Regions from separate parts of the Mus musculus genome. Here regions 2, 3, 4, 5 and 6 are each linked to region 1. A link is a contact called in public HiCAR-type, HiChIP or PLAC-seq and promoter capture Hi-C data. All regions are on one chromosome and are shown on one strand. Each heading gives the region's core, a stretch centred on a gene start, on an enhancer-like site or on the middle of the called end of the contact. The rest is flanking DNA. Distances are from core to core; before and after follow the strand shown. Region 1 holds the start of Ttc1 (tetratricopeptide repeat domain 1). Region 2 holds the start of Med7 (mediator complex subunit 7). Region 3 holds the start of Sox30 (SRY (sex determining region Y)-box 30). Region 4 holds the start of Thg1l (tRNA-histidine guanylyltransferase 1-like (S. cerevisiae)). Region 5 overlaps Clint1 (clathrin interactor 1). Region 6 holds the start of Clint1 (clathrin interactor 1).

Evidence for each region. Promoter capture Hi-C pulls out the DNA fragments that hold promoters and counts their contacts. HiCAR-type assays count read pairs that join an accessible place to other places. HiChIP or PLAC-seq counts read pairs in DNA pulled down with a chosen protein or histone mark. Capture Hi-C pulls out chosen DNA fragments and counts their contacts.
Region 2: a promoter capture Hi-C map of adipose tissue shows a contact between it and region 1, with 3 times the contacts expected there. The contact joins the promoter of Med7 here to the promoter of Ttc1 in region 1. A contact is called at or near these places in 1 of 39 promoter capture datasets (the C10 cell line), 1 of 484 Hi-C or Micro-C datasets (muscle stem cells) and 2 of 9 other capture datasets (adipose tissue and liver).
Region 3: a promoter capture Hi-C map of pre-B cells shows a contact between it and region 1. The contact joins the promoter of Sox30 here to the promoter of Ttc1 in region 1. A contact is called at or near these places in 2 of 39 promoter capture datasets (hippocampal neurons and pre-B cells).
Region 4: a contact with region 1 is called in a promoter capture Hi-C map of adipose tissue, with 4 times the contacts expected there. The contact joins the promoter of Thg1l here to the promoter of Ttc1 in region 1. A contact is called at or near these places in 10 of 39 promoter capture datasets (the 3T3-L1 cell line, 3T3-L1-derived adipocytes, the C10 cell line and 6 more), 1 of 15 datasets of contacts at CTCF or cohesin (large pre-B cells), 3 of 484 Hi-C or Micro-C datasets (CD4 T cells, muscle stem cells and regulatory T cells), 3 of 115 datasets of contacts at active chromatin or transcription factors (astrocytes, embryonic stem cells and large pre-B cells) and 4 of 9 other capture datasets (adipose tissue, liver, macrophages and 1 more).
Region 5: a HiCAR-type map of astrocytes shows a contact between it and region 1, with 7 times the contacts expected there. The contact joins the enhancer-like site here to the promoter of Ttc1 in region 1. A contact is called at or near these places in 6 of 39 promoter capture datasets (the 3T3-L1 cell line, the C10 cell line, hippocampal neurons and 2 more), 2 of 115 datasets of contacts at active chromatin or transcription factors (astrocytes and stem cell-derived neural progenitor cells) and 1 of 9 other capture datasets (adipose tissue).
Region 6: an H3K4me3 HiChIP or PLAC-seq map of pro-B cells shows a contact between it and region 1, with 10 times the contacts expected there. The contact joins the promoter of Clint1 here to the promoter of Ttc1 in region 1. A contact is called at or near these places in 1 of 39 promoter capture datasets (embryonic stem cells), 2 of 115 datasets of contacts at active chromatin or transcription factors (pro-B cells and stem cell-derived neural progenitor cells) and 1 of 9 other capture datasets (adipose tissue).

What each region holds. Positions count from the first base shown.
Region 1 is chr11:43,746,389-43,749,509 of GRCm38.p6, forward strand. Ttc1 (tetratricopeptide repeat domain 1) reads right to left here and starts at 1,620. Exons shown (of 8, transcript NM_133795.2): 1 at 1,534-1,620.
Region 2 is chr11:46,435,490-46,438,610 of GRCm38.p6, forward strand. It overlaps Med7 (mediator complex subunit 7), which reads left to right and starts at 1,472. Exons shown (of 3, transcript NM_025426.3): 1 at 1,472-1,702.
Region 3 is chr11:45,978,813-45,981,933 of GRCm38.p6, forward strand. Sox30 (SRY (sex determining region Y)-box 30) reads left to right here and starts at 1,498. Exons shown (of 5, transcript NM_173384.2): 1 at 1,498-2,561. The coding sequence starts at 1,508.
Region 4 is chr11:45,953,972-45,957,092 of GRCm38.p6, forward strand. Thg1l (tRNA-histidine guanylyltransferase 1-like (S. cerevisiae)) reads right to left here and starts at 1,532. Exons shown (of 6, transcript NM_001080969.3): 1 at 1,304-1,532; 2 at 85-261. The coding sequence starts at 1,494.
Region 5 is chr11:45,879,555-45,882,675 of GRCm38.p6, forward strand. All of the region lies in intron 1 of Clint1 (clathrin interactor 1), which reads left to right. Among named protein-coding and RNA genes, the nearest start is that of Clint1, 29 kb to the left of the region's middle. Within about 2 kb of position 1,692, at least 72 of the 459 cell types and tissues checked have an H3K27ac peak or open chromatin away from gene starts, as enhancers often do. A contact at or near this core is called in astrocytes, liver and stem cell-derived neural progenitor cells, where this site is marked.
Region 6 is chr11:45,850,366-45,853,486 of GRCm38.p6, forward strand. Clint1 (clathrin interactor 1) reads left to right here and starts at 1,604. Exons shown (of 12, transcript NM_001045520.4): 1 at 1,604-1,827. The coding sequence starts at 1,787.

The DNA.
Region 1 (3,121 bases), core at 370-2,869:
CCCCGCCAAACACAGCTTGACTTTCTTTGACTGGGGAGTCATTATTTTTATTTATTTGTTTTATAAGTATTATTGGTTTTTTTGTTTTGTTTTGTTTTCTAGACAGGGTTTCTCTGTGTAGCCCTGGCTATCCTGGAACTCACTTTGTAGACCAGGCTGGCCTCGAACTCAGAAATCTGCCTGCCTCTGCCTCCTGAGTGCTGAGATTAAAGGAGTGCACCACCATGCCCGGCTTGTTTTTTTTTGTTTGTTTGTTTTTGTTTTTTGAGACAGGGTTTCTCTGTGTGACCCTGGCTGTTCTGGAACTTGTTTTGTTCATCAGGCTGGCCTTGATCTCAGAGATCCACCCTCCTCTGTCTCCCCATTGCTGGATTAAAGGAGTATGGATCATGCCTGTCCAAGGAAGTCATTTTAAAAACAGGATATCACCAATTGTGGTGGCCCATTCCTGCAGTCTCATCATTGGGGAGATGTAGTTAGAAAGATCAGAAGTTCAAGGCCATCCTTGGTTACACAGCAAATGTGAGGCTAGCCTGGGCTATGAGACCCTGTATTAGGCCCCTCCCCAGCCCCAAACTAGAGTATAATAAACTCACACTCAATGCCAATTATCATTTTAACTGATAGTCTTGCTGATCAAATATGGTATCAGACTTATACCAAGACTAACATCCCCACTTCCCACTGGTGTTGGAGACCGAATCTCAGACTTTGTGGTACATGTAAGCCATTTAAACAACTGAACCACACCCTCGATCCATACCCTAAATGAAAAGACTGATTTTAATGTGACTTTTCCACGTCCGGCAGCTTGCTGGATGGCACAAATTAGACAGAATCCAAAACAGCTGCAGGGGAAAAAAAAAGAAAGAAAGAAAGAAAGAAAGAAAGAAAGAGTTCTAATCTTTGTTCAGAATAAATGACCAAGTTGTCAACAGGAAACAATGAAGTCCGAATGGGACACTATCGCCACCGGGAGCCGAAGAATAAGTTTCTTATGGAGCCCAAGATGGCATCTGTGCCCAAATCGTGCTTATCATCGTAAGCAAATGCAAGCGGTATAGCTTAGGTAGCTAATTCTGGAAGGGGAGCCTTTGCGCAGATGTTTTCACAGGCATCCTCCAGGGACTCAGAACTCAGCCTTGGAAGAGCCGGTTCTCAACTCTCGCTGCGCAACCCTGCTGCCCAGATCCTGACAATATTGGTCTGCAGTCAGGTCAGAGCATCTCTGTTTTTTTAAAGTGACTCTGATGATTTTACGTTCATCCTATTAACCACTGCTGCTCTAGAAGCTGAGTCAGAACCTCTGCGGTGCCTGCCACCCCTCTGGTCGCAGCAAAACCACGCCAATGACCCAGTGTCGCGTTAAAGTCCGAATTCGTCCTAGCCTGTTAAAAGGAAAAGTTAAAAGGGAGGGTCAGGACTCGCAGGCTTCGCTTTTACTCGAGTGTCGCGTCCCTCCCGGCTATGAGTCAAGGTTAGAAAAGCCCCTCCCCGCGCGACCCCGCGCCTGTCCCAGGCCACAGTCCTCACCGAACGCCGCGAGACCCACGATGGGCTTCACAACCTCCCAGCTCCTCTCTCCACCGCTCCTGCCTCCGAGTCCTTCTACTTCCTCCTGAGTCAGGTGCACTTCCGGCCGCGCTGGCCAATGGCGCCATTGCTGGCAAAGCATTCTGGGAAATGTAGTGGCCAACTCGAAGAGAGTGAGCGGAAGTAGCTGTGTGACGTCACTGTACGGCTCAGTACTATGAGCCTCAGCTGTCATCTTGAGTTATGTCAAATCCTGCCAATTAGCACAAAGTAATTTTTCAAACGCGACTACTTGTGGCTTTAAAAACGTCTTTATTCTGGCGTCCCTCATGTTAGGAATGTGCATAAGAACCCGAAAACATCCTTCGTCCCTAAATAAACATTTCTTTCCAGTAGTTTCCAAAGTGCCTTTCAAGAGCTCTGTTAGGAGAGTAACAGTTTTCAAAACAGTAAATATTACACACTTTTTCCACTCATTTTCTCATGACTGTACAGCGCTTTCCAGAGGTTGTCTTCTGATATAGTGCAACAGAAGGAATACAAAAAGGGGTGAATTATTCTAGCTGTTAGGCAAGTCCGTCTATTTGTGAGCTAGACCTCCAGGCCTTCACCTGTCCTGTATTAAATCAGAGATTTGCAAAAAATTGAAACAATGCCATTCTTCTTGTGACAGGATAGCAAAGATGGAGAAAATTAAAAAGACATCGGAAAGGAAAGTAGCCTTTCATCAAGACTGGTTAAGTCTCTCCTAGGCTCAGTCATGAATTCCCACAAGGGGCTAGGAAGCATGACTTAGCAATTGAGAGCAATGACTGCACTTTCAGAGGACCAGGGTTCAATCCCCAGTACTCACATAGCAGCTTACCACAACTTTAACTCCAGTTCCAGGGCATTTAAGATCCTCTTCTGAACTTCATGGCCACCAGGCACACACATGGTAAACAGGCATACATGTAAACAAACACTCATGCACACCAGAAGAGTTAATTAGATAACAGTAAAGTTAAAAAAATTCCATAGAGTTATACAAAATTTCATAGACAGAAATACTGTTCCTTTGATTTATTTGTTTTTAAATGTAGATACTTTAAGAATTAACACAGAAGCTAGGCAGTGGTGTCACTTGCCTTTAATCCCAGCACATGGGAGGCAGAGGCAGGCAGATTTCTGAGTTGAGGCCAGCCTTGTCTAAAGAGTGAGTTCGAGGACAGCCGGAGCTATACAGAATTATTAAAAAAAAAAAAGATTTAACACTGAAATGAAACATAAGACATACCCATACCGCTGGGCTGTGGTGGCGCACGCCTTTAATCCCAGCACTTGGGAGGCAGAGGCAGGGGGATTTCTGAGTTCGAGGCCAGACTGGTCTACAAAGTGAGTTCCAGGACAGCCAGGGCTAAACAGAGAAACCCTGTCTCGAAAAACAAAACAAAACAAGACATACTCATACCCAGTGAAGCATGAGCCATATTTCTGACTCGTAATTTTCTGACAAATAAGGTTGTGAGATTGTGAGGGGCTAGGGAGATGAGAGATGACTTAGTGTGACAATAAGGCACTTGCCAGCAAGCTTGCTGACCAGAGTCTG
Region 2 (3,121 bases), core at 222-2,721, 2.7 Mb after region 1:
TGTCTTATATGTATTATTCTAGGCAAGCTCTCCACCCATGAACTTATCTTTGGGTGATGGCTAATCTTTAGAAGCAGAAAGACTGAGTGGCATTTTCTTGTGGCTGCCCAGATAAAAGGACATGAAGAAAGGAAACTGCTCTTTGGTTGCTTGCTCTAACACTCACTGGCAACTTCATCTGTACCACTGCTGTGCCATTCCTTTGCCAGTATTAGAACCAAACTTCTTTGGGATTCCAACATGGACTGAAGACCTGTGGCTCTCCAGGAATCTTCCAGGTCTCCAATGCCAGGTGGGGGTCTGTTGAGACATCCAGCCTCTTAGACTGAGCAACTACAGGATTCTCAGCCTTTCAGGGCTGAGACAGCCATTGCTGGACTACTTGAACTGCATCTTGTAAGTCACTCGGATAAGTCATATATACATATATATCCATGTGCATACACACATTCATTCTATCAGTGTAATAACCCCTAGTACACTTTCAGTAAGATAATAAATCTGTGGGTATAGGAAAAAACGAAGAGCCCTTACCTTTTAGAGGTTCATACCAGACTAGAGACAAAATGATGGGGCTCATATAACTATGGAAGTTGGTAGTGAGTAGACTCTTCTTTTGTTTTTATGCCTGCAATGCTCCACATATTTAAAGGAAGAAACTGAGACATTCTTGTTTGTGAAGCAGAGCTGTTTATCTTACTTTTAGTTTGCAACACTGCATCTTACGACTCCCATATCATCTGTTAACAACTCTTCTCTCTCTCCTCCCTCCCCCTCCTCCTCTCCCTCAGGGAAAGGCCAAAATGGAAATATTTCTTGCTAGTCCTGATGGCTCATTTCTATACCTCTGGCTTTCCAGAGGCTGGGAAGAGACATCTGAAGCCAGCCTGGGCTACACAGTGAAATTACCCACTCCCTCCATTTTAAAAAATTATATTAAGTTTTTTTCACTTGTCAATTTGTGGAAGGATTGTTATAGACATCTTTGAATTCCTAAATGAAAATAAAAGTGAATGGAAGGGGGAAAATGAAGGTTTAGGATGTTATTCTTAATCATGTTCACAAATATCTCCATATATATGAATATATCATAGAGTACAATCTTGCTTTTAAAAAACATTTTTGATGATTACATTAGTATAATTTTTAAATATATTGCTTATCTGTATTTTCTGACTTTTACATAAGGCAAGTATTTAATTTTAAAAGTCTCGTATAAAAGTGGGGGCTGCAAGGAATGGAATTACTAGAGAGTACTTTCTTCTACTAACAAAAAGTACGAAGAAGTATTCTCCTGACCTGACCAAGAAACCAGACAGCGGATCTTTCCCGAGAGAAGCAGGAGATGCGAAAGTGCGCATGTGCAACATCTTTAGGGCGGGAGTAGGACCTGCTATAGGACAGCCTTGGTAGCCAATGAGAGGCCCGCGTCAGAGGCTTCTTCCTGAGAAGGCAACCGGAACTTGTGCTTCCGCTGCGCTGAGGAAAAGTCACTACCGGAAAAGCAAGAAAGAGCTGAGGTGAGCGGGCGGCGGCGGTTGGCGACCGCAGCCTAAGTCTGTCTCTCCGCCCCCGCGGTTGCGTCTCTCCCGGCGTGGAGCGCCGAAGTCCGGCGCGGGACAGCCTGGGACGCCCGGGCTAGCCTTCCTCCCGGTTCCTCCGCGAAGCCTCCCCGGGGCCTGAGGCAGGCGGCCGGCCGAAGGTACACCGAGTACCGCTCTCTCCGGACGACAAGCCAGACGGGAGGTTGGGAGGTCCGAGTTCTCGTCCCCACGCCACGGGCTTTTATAATGTCGTGGTCTTAGCCTGCCCTGTCGCCATTGGTAAAGTGACAGTAGCCGCCTGGGAGCGCGGGGGCTGGGGGAGGGGAGCGAGAGCCTGGGTCGGAGCCGGATTCATCCTGTACCAGACTTTCCGCGGGGACCCAGTCACGGGGACAAAGTGAGCCAAGTGTCTGAGCTTGCGGACCCCCCCCCTCCCAAAAAAAAAAGCACCCACGAGACACTGGATCTTGTTAGTGTTAGCGAGTCACGACCTCCAGCGGCTTTGAAAAGTTCAGTTTGAACCGGTAATGGGCGGTTTCTGTAAGGTGGCCCGCTCTAACGCGGGATGCCCAAGTTACGGGGGTTTGCACTTGCGCCCGAAAAAACTAATGCGGATTCCCGTTGTACAATTCACCCCCTTCTGCACGTTGGGAATTGGCTTCTTGTCTCTATAGTCAAATTGGGAGTAGTCGTACCGTCCTGATGATTGGAGTGAGGATGCGGATCTGTCACTTACTAAAAACCTTCGGGAAACTGCGGGTTTAGTGTGGGTGTGGCTAAGGGAAGCGCAGATCCCCAACTTCAAAAGCCTTCGGGGGATGAAATTTAGGCCAGGTGTTGACTTGAAGTGGCTACAAGTAGACTTTCGTGTTCTAGGTATATACACCCTGAATTAGCTCTAACAGTTAGACAATCTGAAGAATTTGGAGTTGCTTCCCTCAGATTTAAGGTATTGGCAGTGTACATCAGTGTGAGAAAGCACTCAAGAATCTTCTCATTGTATAATGTACTTAAATTGGAAAAAGCAAAGGTTATTTTGACCATATATGTTGGGATTTAGGTTTTAAATTTATGTAGAAAAGATGTAAAAATTGCTAATGTGTTAAGAAAACTGTACTATACTAACTCTACTATACTGTAAGATGTGGCTTCCTTCAGAAACCTTGGAAAATATTTGAAATATGAAATTTAACAACGGTGTTTTGTTATAGTTGTTTGTTTGTTTGTTTTTTTGAGACAGAATTTCTCTGCGTAGCCTTGGCTGTCCTGGAACTCACTCTGTAGACCAGGCTGGCCTCGAACTCAGAAATTCACCTGCCTCTGCCTCCCAAGTGCTGGGATTAAAGGCGTGCGCCACCACTGCCCAGCAACAATGGTGATTTTTGTCAAGATGTAAAGAGAGTTTTAAGTGTTTGGGTTTGGAGACCACTGTACAGTAAAAAGGAAAGTGAACGACATGAGATTAATAGATACCATATGTAGTTTGATTATGGGAAAGAATAATAAATAAGGCATATGACATTTGCATATAAATGTTCTTTTCCAGAGTAGGTTCCAACATATGCCTACCAAAAGGA
Region 3 (3,121 bases), core at 248-2,747, 2.2 Mb after region 1:
AAGATAGAGCATTAACTTTTAGTAAAGAATTCATCTTTAATTGCCTTGGCTATAGTGTTTATCTTCCTCAAGATAGAGCTGTAACTTTTAGTCAGGATGTCTAGTGATGCAGGAAATGTTGATAATTTCTCATTTACTTGCTAATATTGAATAAAAACTAAACACACTCCTTCTTAAAAGAAGAGGCACACACATGGAAAAAAAACCTTAAAATGAGCCCTTAATATACATAGTATTACTATTTTATTATGCTGTGGCAGTTCTTATTTCTTTATTCAATAAGCATTTATTGCACAATTACTCAACAGTCGGCACTGGGGAGTCAATGATGAGCAAAACAAAAGCAGTTCTTTCCCAAAGGAGGTAACAATCAACTGGAAGAGGCGCAGAATAATCACACAAAGAAAGCACTTCAAAGGACATGATCAGGTGTGAGTGCATAAAAGAGATTCGAACGAATGCTGTCATGGTTTTCTCTGAAATGCCGGTTCAGCTCCAAGTTGAAAAATAAACGGGAGTTACAAGAGACATAAATGCTTGACTTGCTAAAGCGTCCTGTGATGAAAAAGAATAGCATGGGAAGCAATGTGGTGAAAGTGTAAAAAACTCAAACTGTAGGTATAGCCTAAGCTACTAATCAGGTTTATCAGGCTCTGCGGGGTTAAGAATTTCGAACTTTTATCTCATAACCAGTGGGAGCGGCAGAAAGATTTGGGGGAAATGTGACAGTTTGACTTGTATTTTTAGAACAACTGGCAGTCGGGAGGTAGTGGGACATAGGTGAAGAGCAAAACTTCAGGAGAACTGTAACATCCATATGGAATTAGAGAAGGACAATGGAAGCCTAAGCAGGATAATGGTGGGTGGGACCTCAAAAGGTGGATGAATCTGGGTCGCATCTTGGAAGCAGACTGAAAATTCAACTAGTAAAATAGTTATACCTAGTCAAAAACCAGGTCCAGTAAGATCAGTTATAAGTTCCAAGGTGTCCCCATACTTGAGAATGACTAGAAGACCCTATCAGACTCCGGCTTTATGAACACACAAGGCCGAGAGCCCAGCCCGCAAGAAAGGCCCACGCCTTCATCCCTGGAGGTCCTTGGTAAAGGCGTGGAACAGAAGGGTTTCCTGGGCAACGCCATTGTCGCGCTCCAGGAGGGGGCGGGGTAACCAAGGTCAAGGCCTAAAGAGAATCCGGAAGAGAGGGAGAGTGAAGAGGCGTGGAAAATGGGACACAAGGAGCTTCGGCCCGGTCTATGGCGGATGATTCCAGGGTTCTCGCACGCGGCTAGTGTGGAGGGTGGGAGGAGCCGGGGAACGTGCCTGTGATTGGCTGGCGGGAGACACCGGGCCGCTCCTGATTGGGCGAGGCGAGCCCGTCTGTGGAGCGCGTAGGGTTCTGGGTAGCCAAGGCCTTGGAAGGGTCTTAACCGAAAGGGGGAGGGGGAGGCCGCCAACAAACGGCTGAGCTCACAATCCCGGCCGCGGCCCGCCCGCCCCCTCCCCCATGGAGAGAGCCAGGCCGGAGCCACCGCCGCCACCGCCGCCGCCGCCGCGCCAACCGCCGCGGCCCACCCCTCCGCGCCCGTTGCGCCCCGCTCCGCCCGCGCAGCCCGTCGAGGCCGCCACCTTCCGGGCCGCGGCCGCAGAGCGCTCCCAGTCGCCGTCGGCTCAGGCCACGGCCGCCATGGCCGCGGTGGCCTCGTCGTGCGGGGAGGCCGCGGCGGCGGGTGCGCAGGCGGCAGGGACGCGACGCCTGCTGCAAGTGAAGCCGGAACAGGTGCTGCTGCTGCCTCCCGGAGGACCGGGGGTGCCTCCGGCTCCCGACGAGGGCGCAGCCGCCGCCGCCGCTGCCGCTGCCGCCGCCGCCTCGTCCGCGCAGGCGCGCCTGCTGCAGCTGAGGCCGGAGCTGCTGCTGTTGCCTCCGCAGTCCGCGGCCGACGGAGGCCCCTGCAGGCCGGAGCTGCACCCCATGCAGCCCCGGACGCTGCTCGTCAAGGCCGAGAAGCAAGAGCTGGGGGCGGGCTTGGACCTGTCGGTGGGATCTCGGAGGACCACCGAGGCCGGCCCGAGAGCCTCGAGGGCCGCCAAGTTGGATGGCACCGGGAAGGCCCTCGACGGCCGCCGAAGCGATGAGAAGAAAGCCAAGCTGGAGGCAGAGGAGGCTCCGAGGGATGCGCTGAAAGGCGGGGAAGGCAAGAGCCTGCTGGCCATCGGAGAAGGAGTCATCAAGACGGAGGAGCCAGACAGACCCAGGGACGATTGTAGGCTGGGCACGGAGGCCACGTCCAATGGCCTGGTCCACAGCAGCAAGGAGGCCATCCTGGCCCAGCCGCCTAGTGCTTTTGGGCCACACCAGCAAGACCTAAGGTTCCCTTTGACACTCCACACCGTCCCACCTGGAGCCCGTATCCAGTTTCAGGGGCCTCCGCCTTCTGAGTTGATACGGTTGTCCAAAGTCCCCCTGACACCAGTGCCTATTAAAATGCAGTCCTTGCTGGAGCCTTCTGTAAAAATTGAAACCAAAGATGTCCCCCTCACCGTGCTGCCCTCAGATGCAGGTATTAGAAGCCAGGGGAATCTGGCTTTCACAGGTCTGTGTTGCACAGACATATTAGCAGTTCAGGAGCTGAAGCTCGAAAAGTAGAATCCTGGTACGGCCCTTAGCTTGCACAGGGAGTGCTTCTGGTTGATTTGCCCACATACTGGTAAAATACACTTAAGTATTGCCACAGTTTTTATAAACAGTCACTCTTAAGACTTAGTAAACAGATTAAGAGAATAGACTCAACAGAAGGCCTTGTTAGATGATACAGATTCCTCAGTTTATATAAAATAACATCAAATTTTCTATCATAGTAGCTTCTTAGGTTTATGTGTATCAAGAAATAAAATATACCAGTGTTCGAGAAAAATGATAGTTGTTTATATTGACTATAGATGTTAAAAGAGAACAGTAACTTTTCTGAGAGAAAACATACATATAGCATATAGCTAAAGCTTTTAGAAATAATAAAAATAAGCCAAGTGATTTTTAAAAGAAGTGATTATATTTAAGATATATTTTAAAGATATATTTAAAGCATATATCTAAGCATATATATAGATACAGATATATTTA
Region 4 (3,121 bases), core at 282-2,781, 2.2 Mb after region 1:
TTTGAGGATCTCAGCTGTCGCCATGAGAAACAGAGGAGCAGAGAACGGGAGAGCATCCTAGCGGAGGCTGGTTTTGAAGCTCACCTGGCTCTTCTTTTGAACCAATTGCTCTTCTTCCTGAACACAAAGCTGTACTCGTCACTCTGGCCGTACGCAATCACAATGTCCTCCAGCTCCTCCATTACTGTCTGGGCACATTTGGTCATCAGATGGAGGGCCCGACTGTCATTAGGTTTGGCAAAGTTGTGCTCCTCAGCAAACCTTCATAGAGGAAAGAGAGGGGCACAAGCGGTGGAGAGTGTCATCACCAACACCATCCACAGAGGCAGTTAAGAGAGATGGAGAGATAGCTCAGTAGGTAAACTGTCAGGACCAAGTTCTAGCCCCAAAACATAAAACAGGGTGGGGGCTTGGTGGCACCTGCTTGTCATCCCAGTGCTGGAGAGGTGGAGGCAGGATTCCTGGGGCTAGATGACCACCAGGCTAGAGTATCTGGTGAGTTCCAAGGAAGTTCCATGAGAGACTGTCTCAAGAAAAACAAGGAGGACAGCTCTGAGGAGGGACACCCAACATTAACCCTAAACTTACGCATAAGCATGTACAGAAAAAAAAAAAAAACACGTTTTTCTTTCTTACTTTGACACACTGACAAAAAGGGATACAACTGCTAGGCTTCAATCCACTTTTCTGTGAAGTTTCACCTTACTGGGTGAATTGAGAACACTATTACCTTATCAGGTTGTATTGCTGATTAGGAGATCAAAATGCTCTTACTAAGTGCTCAATAAACATTACTATAGCTCTATGTACTTAAACAGCTATAAAATGGTAATAACGAATAACATAGCCCTTTATTGAAATTAAGTCCCCAATAGTTTACTCTCCTTTTTTCTTCCTGACTCTAGTGCAGTCAGTTCATGTAATATGAAGCTGACTATGAGAACGGGACATACTATCAACTCATGACCACAGTTAGGCTTATGCGGGCCTCTTAACAACTCTCAAAAATAACAAAAGGGTCGCACGTGTGACTGAAGTTTAAGTAGTGGACCGAGAAATGACACCTCCCCCCCACACACACACACACACAAAGTTCTTGCAAACTGGTTTCAGCTAAAGTAGCACGGGTTTTTCACCAATTACAGTACCCAGTTCCTTTTAAATATCTCAACCACCTAGCAAGTCCTTCAGGCGACGCTCAATGCTGAGTGTTCATTGGCTGTCGCGTTACCCCGGTAACTACGAGAGGCGCACTTCCCGGAAGTGTGGGCGCACCACGCGGTCTCCCGCCCCTCCAGCTCACCGGTGGAAATTCCGGCCGTCCAGCCGCACCACCACCCAGCAGTGCGGCAGGCATGTGTCCTGAACCTCAAAATTCCGCACGTACTCAAACTTGCTCTTGGCCATGGCCACCCCCAATCTCAGGCACCGTCTTAAAATAACGGAAGTAGCAGCCAAAAGACTGCCGATCCTCGCTGTGCGGAAAGCCCACATTCGCCATAAGGAAGCAATGGACGGGCCCCACCCCGGAAGTTCCTGTCGCTGTCAGAGCCGCTCTAGCCACGGTGGAGGTTTCTCTATTGACTCTATTGCCTTCAACTCAGCTGGCTGCCAGGCGTGTTCTTCTGGGCTGTGGGTGCCTGTCTGTTACCCCGTAGGCAGCAAATCGCAAGCTATCAGATGTTGTTTTGTGACCAAGTTTAAAAGTATAGTTGTGACCTTTTTGTCTTGTACTTCTAAATAGCATTTATAAAGCATTTCTAAGTAGCATTTCTAAATTCCTTGCTAAGATGAAATACACTAAATTATCACTTTATAGTTCGGGGATGGGGTGGGGAGGATCTTCTAGATTCTTCTAGGTAAGTTTAAACAAGGAACATAAAATAGAAATTGATCATCTGTACAATTTTGTATTTTCTTCCATTGACCCTGTTTGGTTTTTTTTTTTTTTTTTCTAGAGTTATTTAGTGGTTGTTCCAGTAAAGTGTGATTTAAACAAAGAAAGGGCCAGCAAGACAACTCAGTCTGTAAAGATGCTTGATGCCAGGTGTGATAACTTTGATCCCTGGAAGCCACATGGTGTGTCCTTCCTTTCTCAGGCTTTCCAAAAGTGAATACCAGAGGCAGGTTACCCTGCCATATGTCATTAGGTGAATTTAAAATTTGTACTCATCACTATTAAAAGATTTTGTATGTGTGTGGGTGAGTTTATGTGCATCTGTGGAGGTCAGAGGAAGACATCAAGTATCTTCGTCAATCCCCCTTCATCTTAATTTTAAGACTGCCTTTCACTGATCCTGGCTCTCACTGGTTGACCTAGAAGTCACTAGATGGCCAGCAAGTTTGAGGGAGCCTCCTCTCTCTGCCTATCTCACACTGGGGCTGATGGGTATAAGCTTCCACATCCCACTTTATATCTGAATGTTGAGAATTTGACTTTGGATTTCTACGCTTGCCTGGCAAACATAATAATTACAGGGCCATCTGCCCACTCTTGAACTCAGGATTGTTTTAAAATGCATTTCCTAGCTTTGCCCACTGGGCACAGATGAAATGATACCCTGAAAGCAATAGGCATACAATTCGTGGTTGCTAACACCTCTCTCCACTAGAGTATACTCCTAGAAGAAGTGACTGCCTCCTAGTTAGATGAGTCACAGAAAACACAAAATGAGACTGGGGCACATGTTGTGGCAGAAGGGAAAGAACTGCTAGGAGTAATAAGACGAAGTGACAAAATGAGCCCAGAGGACTAGTGCTGCCACTGAGCAAATCTGAGGTGATTTGAGTATCAGAACAACAGTGAGTGATTATCATGTATGGAATAAGTGAAGGCCCAGGCAACATAACAATACTCAAAGAGAGGAAAGTTCATGGATAGTTTTGGAAGTATTGTTACACTAACTTCTTACACTGGCAATTGATTATTAAAGGGAACAAGGCCCTTTTCTTGTCTTTTATATAGAACTACAATTCAATGCCAGTTGATGAGAGGAAGCCTTTTACAAAAGAGTGCCGGCTAGTTTCAAACACAGAATGGTGGGCTCAGAGAATCAGTTTTGTTCTTTTGTTTTGTTTATAAACATCTTTGAAACAATTAACTCAAACGTGGATCACTAAT
Region 5 (3,121 bases), core at 442-2,941, 2.1 Mb after region 1:
GGATGCTCACAGCCGGCCATTGGACTGAGCATGGGGTCCCCAAGGGAGGAGTTAGAGAAAGGACTGGAGGAGCTGAAGGGGTTTGCAATCCCATAGGAAGAACAACAATATCAACCAACCAGACCCCTCAGAGCTCCCAGAGACTAAACCACTAACCAAAGAGTACACATGGCTCCAGCTGCATATGTAGCAGAGGATGGCCTTGTCGGGCATCAATGGGAGGAGAGGCCCTTGGTCCTGGGACGGCTCTATGCCCCAGTGTAGGGGAATGCAAAGGCAGGGAGGTGGTAGTGGGTGGGTGGGTGGAGGAACACCCTCATAGAAGCGTGGGGGGGGGGGATGGGATGGAGGGTGTTCTGGAGGAGAAATCGGGAAAAAGGATAACAATTGAAATGTAAATAAAATATCCAATAAAAAAAAGAAAGAAAAGATTTACTATTTATTTATATGTGTGCCTTGGTGCCAGAAAAGGTCAGAAAAAGGTATCAGGCTCCCTGTAACTGGAGTTCCAGGAGCTTGTGCATGGACTGCACAACATGAGCATTGGGAACTGAGCCGTCCTCAGTAAGAGCAGAAAGTGCTGTTAACATCTGAGCCATCTTTCTAGCTTCCACTTTTTTCTTCTTCATCAGACACTTTGTATTTAATATATGCTAAAAACCAAACCAAAAATAAAAGTCAGTGACTGAGACAAGATTTCAACAGAAGTTCCCTTGGGCAGAACAATGCCTGTTGCCCTTGATGTCCTGTATTCACTAGAGTGCTGCAGCATTTAGAGAGATTGTGGCCTGAGACAGGGGCTTGTCACATAGTGCAGGCTGCCCTCAACCTCTTGATCCTGATAACTCTGTCTCACAAGTGTTCCAGGAGTGTGACTATGCCAGTATGAAGATTGGTATTTATCAGGGAGCGAAACTGTTTCAAAACTGGATTTTCAGCTGTCCTTTAGAAGTTCTTGAGGAGTCCAATGCTTTAAGAGGTGACATTTCCTCCTCAGGACTGGTTTTAGTGTTGTTCCAGTTGTGGGCATTTGCATTTGTCCCGTGGCTTATTCCCACAGCACTGGGTGCAAACTTCAGTTACTATGCTGCAGCACTTAACTATCCAAACCAAAGACCATCACAAGTGTAAGGAGTGTCCTGTGTCCTAACCTGTAGGACAGTTACAGCGGAGGCAACTGGCACACAGAATTTGTTGTGCACTTTAGTAGGATTGTATTGTTTCCCGTGGCTAGAGTGTAAGAATGCTCATCAGGGTGGACTGGGGAAATTGAGGGAGTATAAAGGAAATAGTATGGTTTGAAATTGGTGCTTGGAACTAAGTTATTGGGTCTGTTTCTGTCTGTCTTCCTGTGAAATGTGTACACCTGCATATAACAGAACATTGAATTGTAAGCTTAGACTAGAAGGGTGGTGCTCTGTGAAGATACAAACCCGTTTGACCCCATTTGGAAAAAAGACAGAGTGGGAACAATACTTGCTACCGCAGTGCTCCTCCGTTCACAGCTGGACCTGAGTTGTGCCCACACTTCTTCCCTTCTGCTCTGTGGATATTTTCTAGTAAAGCATGCTTTTATGCTACGAGCATAAAAACTACTTGATTGGCAGTTGCCCAAGTGCTGGGAAGCCTGCTTTCCTGCTCTTCAGCAAAGCCAAGTTCAGACATTTCTTTGGAGTTTGTGTGTCCAAAAATTGATTACAGGGCCCCCTCTAGTGACTGAAATCAACAAGGACACAAATCTCTCCCAGACCTGGGAAGATTTAGAATTAAGCTACAGGGAAGTAAATTTTTTTAATTGTTTTTAATTTTTATTTTTAAAGGGAATTTTTTTTCATTTTTAGAAGGTTATTGATGTCAAGAATAGGTCCAAGATTGAGGCTATCCAAACAACAGCGGGTCAAAAGCTCTATTTACCTTTTTAGAAATCGGTGCTTTAAAATGGAAATGGAATAAGGCTGTGCTACACAGGGTTCTTTGTTGTTTGTTACGGTTGTTTCTGGCTTAATGAAGCTTTAAAAAGTTTTTTTTTTTTTTAATCTAGAGTTCTTTATGATATCAACTTCATTTTTTGATCATTTTTGAAAGCAGCAGTTTTATTGAAGAAGGAAAAAAAAAGCTTTAAAACAGCATTCTCATGAAAGTATTAGGTTTTTGCTGTCCTGGTAACAGCATATGATCCTTCTGTGGATGTCCTTTATACCCAACGGTATGTTTTAATGGCTCCTTTTGTTTCTCAGTTAAGGAAATGAGGAAATTCTTAAACTTCTGGATCTCTGCCATCTCTCCTAAACACTCACCGCCCCAACACACAGGCCTTCAGCTACGAGCCTTTAAAGGGCTCTCATTTGACCCTCGGGCCTTTGTAGCTTGAACAAGGAAAGCAGTGTTCCAAGAGCCCTAGCATTGCTGAATGCTCTGGTGAAAATATTTCATGGACATGGAGTACAGGCGCCTTCATCTTATAGTGGAGATCTCTGTGACAAAATGCAAGGGTGGATTATAACCCTGTTTGGTGTGGTTCATCTTCCCAGCTACGTTTGAATGCTTTTAGCTGCCCACAACCATGCAGTCTTTAGCCACCAGAATAAACAAAAGTGTCAGATCCATCATTTTGTATTATCTTAAATTGTAGATCTGGTTTTGGCTGGCTTGCCTTCATTTTGTTTCCATTGTTGATAAAAATTAAGGAGAAGAGCAACACCATTATTTATATATAAATTGTTGTCAACAGAATCATCTCTGGAATATTAGGAAAATTCATTAAAAGTCTTCAAGAGCCCCAAAAGTTGTGGGTTCCTAAGGAAATAACTTTTAGTTATATTATCGCATTAGTTGTGCAGTTGGAGGGGGTGTCCCTGGCATTCAGGGGACACTTTTCTTGGTAGAGTCCTGTTGTGGGTGTCGGTGTAGGAGCTGCACTGTTTGTTCTGTGACCTGACCAACTGTCTATATGTGACTGTCTCAGTGCTGATGTGGATCTGTTTGTCAGTGACTTAACTAAGCTAAACTCCTTGAAGGAACGAATGGCAGCAGACAAGGTCTAAAAGCGCTGAGCCTTGATCCTTCCGTATTTAGAAAACAACTTTTGATGACTTTTAAAAAGCCACATAGCAAAAGAAGG
Region 6 (3,121 bases), core at 354-2,853, 2.1 Mb after region 1:
TTTTTTTTTTTGAAAGCTCTGGTTCTCCAATTACCTCTGCACCCCTTTGCCTCCTTTCCCAACCTATGGCTCCAACTGACTTAGCTTGATCTCTAGAGCCCCTATCTTAAGGAATATGTGAGTCAGCTTTGTTTTGGTTTCTGCACTCTGAGGTTCTCAGTTTTGTTTGCTTCTTTTTCGGGACCATACTGGAGTGCTTTCAAAGCTGCTTCCAATAACCAAGTAAATGCAAACTGACGTCTTGACTAAAGGATCTGGAATAAGAGGGCCTGGGTCTTGGCTATTTACAGCCACTGTTTGCCCTTCGTTGTGAATCTTACTTGTCTTGTGTTCCCTCCCCCAATCATTCTTTTCTTGATCTTCTTAGGGCCAGTTCCTTTGTATTGTTCCAGTTTTAGCATACATTCAATCTCCTCAAAGAGCCCTGAATATTCTGCTGTTTTTCCTCTGACATTGTTGTCTGTAACATTATGTTCTTGGTTTTGACAAGCACTTATTCTCTCTAATTAAATATTTTCTTGATTGTTATGTCCCTCCTCCAGTGACCTTTAAGCTCCCAGGGAACTTGAGCCCCAGCTGTAGTCCTCGCTTGTAACACCCTGAAGATGCTCAGTAAATAGTGGCAGAATTATTTTTTAATTAAAAAAATGTATATGTATAAATACATATATATTTACATATATAACTTTATTTTAACATTTAAGTAATTTTTATTTTATTTCTTTACAAATAAATAACATTTAATTAAAGGTTTTAATTATAACTTAAAAATTAAGGTCTTATTGTGTAACCCTGGCTGACCTGGAACTTCTGATGTAAACTAGACTGTCCTCAAACGCATTGAGATTCGCCTGCCTCTGCCTTCTGAGTGCTAGGATTAAAGCAGTCTGCAACCAGGGCAGGTAAAACTTATAAAAATTAAGGAATTGCCTAAAACAAAATGTAGTATTACTTCAAGTTTTATCACAAGTTTTGACTGACATATTAAGTGAAAAACCTGATCAGTGGAAATTACTTTAGCAGATCTCAAAAATTATGTATGCTTTTAGAAACCAAAGCCACAGAGTTCTTGGGTATATCACATAAAACACATATAGGTATGCTGTGTATGAGTACTGGTGGCTTTCTGGTTTCCCAACTAATGTGAACTAAGTTTCTGAGGCTTGTTACAAACTATCTTAACGAGGGTACTAGGTAGCTGTCTACAGATAAAATCATTGTATCATAAAACTAGAGTGGGGAAGGATTTAGAATAAAATTCTACACTGGTCAGGGCTGGAATCCCAGGTTCAGTGATGTATAGACGCCTATATGTTTGGAAGCAAATGCAGAAACACGTGCGTAGATGAAGAACACGCACGCCAATCACACTCTGTAATCGTGCTTAGCATCAATGTGTACATCTGAAGAAGGTGAGCGCGAGTAAGTCTTGCAACTGTTGTGATGGCAATCACGCGGAGGCTGTGTCAGAGGTCCCCAAACCGCAGCGATCTCAGCCCTCTCACGCTCCGGGGGCGCAGGGCGCGGACTACAATTCCCGGCGTGCGGCGCGCGGCGCGGGCGGAAAGCCGGCCACTTCCGCCCCACGCAGCGCCGGTGCGGCCGCGTCTCGACGTGTCACTGGCGGCGCCGTGGCTGTGGCCGGGAGAAGGAGCTCCGGCTAGGGAGAGTTCGCGGCGGTGGGTGGCGGCGGCGACCCGGACCTGGACCAGCCCCGGCGCGGAGGCGTCCCGGGGTCCGTGGAGAGTGGCGGCGGGCGGCGGCGGGCCGGGCCGCGCGGGGCGCGATGCTGAACATGTGGAAGGTGCGGGAGCTGGTGGACAAAGCGTGAGTATCGGGGGGCAGTTGCGGCCGGCCCCGCGGCGGGGGCGGGGAGCGTGCGCACGGTGGTCCAGCGCGCGGGGACACGCGGCACGCCCCCCCGCCCTGCGGCCTGGTGAAGGCGGCGGCCGCGGCGGGCCTGGGCCTCGGTCTCCGAGCCTCTGGCGGCTCAAAACCCCCCTCCCTGCTCCGGTCTCTGCTCCCCGGGACGTCCTCACCGCGCCCCTACCCCGCGCCGGGCAGACAGATGCTTTGATCGTCGTACCCAGCTTGGAGTTTGGCCTCCTGGACACCAGGCCCGGCTTGGGGGCGAGGGGACGCGTGCTCCCGTCCCCGGTAACCCCCGTGGTGTAATTCGGAGACACCTTAGGCCTGGCCTGGTATGCCCTTTACCTTGGTAGACACCTTTGAATTTCTAGTGAACCTGCAGTGGAGTGAGTGGGAGGTGTAACAAGTGGTCACTGTGGACAGGCTGGAGTTGCTCAAGAGGAGACTCGCCCTTCGGGTTTGTCACACTAAGTGAAAGCAGATGACCAGACAACTTTCCGTGACTGTTTTCCTCTAACTTTACCACTACACTTCCTTTTGGGGTGGGCAATCATGTAAATAAAAATTACTCTAAAGGGTGAAGGAAAAGAAAAAAAGCCCAGTTTATATCCTGTTGACCTGTTTTTAACTCCTTTCAGAGTAAAATAACTCAGTGCTTTTAGTATACTCAGAAACCCTTAGCACTTTAAGTTGAGCATATCGAAAATAACAGTAGGTCTTTTAGGTCACCAGGAAATAAGACTTTAAATATTTAACCAGCCCTCTTCCTTTTTGGGTTTTTGTGATTATGCAATAAGTGTGGTAAAGAAACAGTTCTTTTGAACCACCCACCTAACCTGAAACCAGGAAGTATAGAAGCTCTTTTTGACCCCAGAAAACAACATTCTTTAAAGCAACTTGTCTGACGCTTCTGATGGTGCTTTGCTACCAAGGAAGTGCTTAAGGAGTACCGTTTTCAGAACCGAAAGAGCTAAGTTCTTAACTTTGTAGAATTCCCGTCTTCTCCAGTTCAGGATGAAGATCATTGCGGCCCTCTTAGTCCATGAGGGTGAAGAGCCAGGGGCTTCCGTTTCCTTAGGATGATTTGTGATACAACACGTTCCTGTCTGTGCTTCTGAAGAGAACAATTTTCCCACTGACTTTGGAGGAAGAGAAACCTCACTGAGAAGCTGCGAGTCTGAAAAGATTTTGCTTTGGTGGTTTTAGTATTCAGTTTTCCCATTAAGTGTGCAGACATTTAGCTGGGACCATT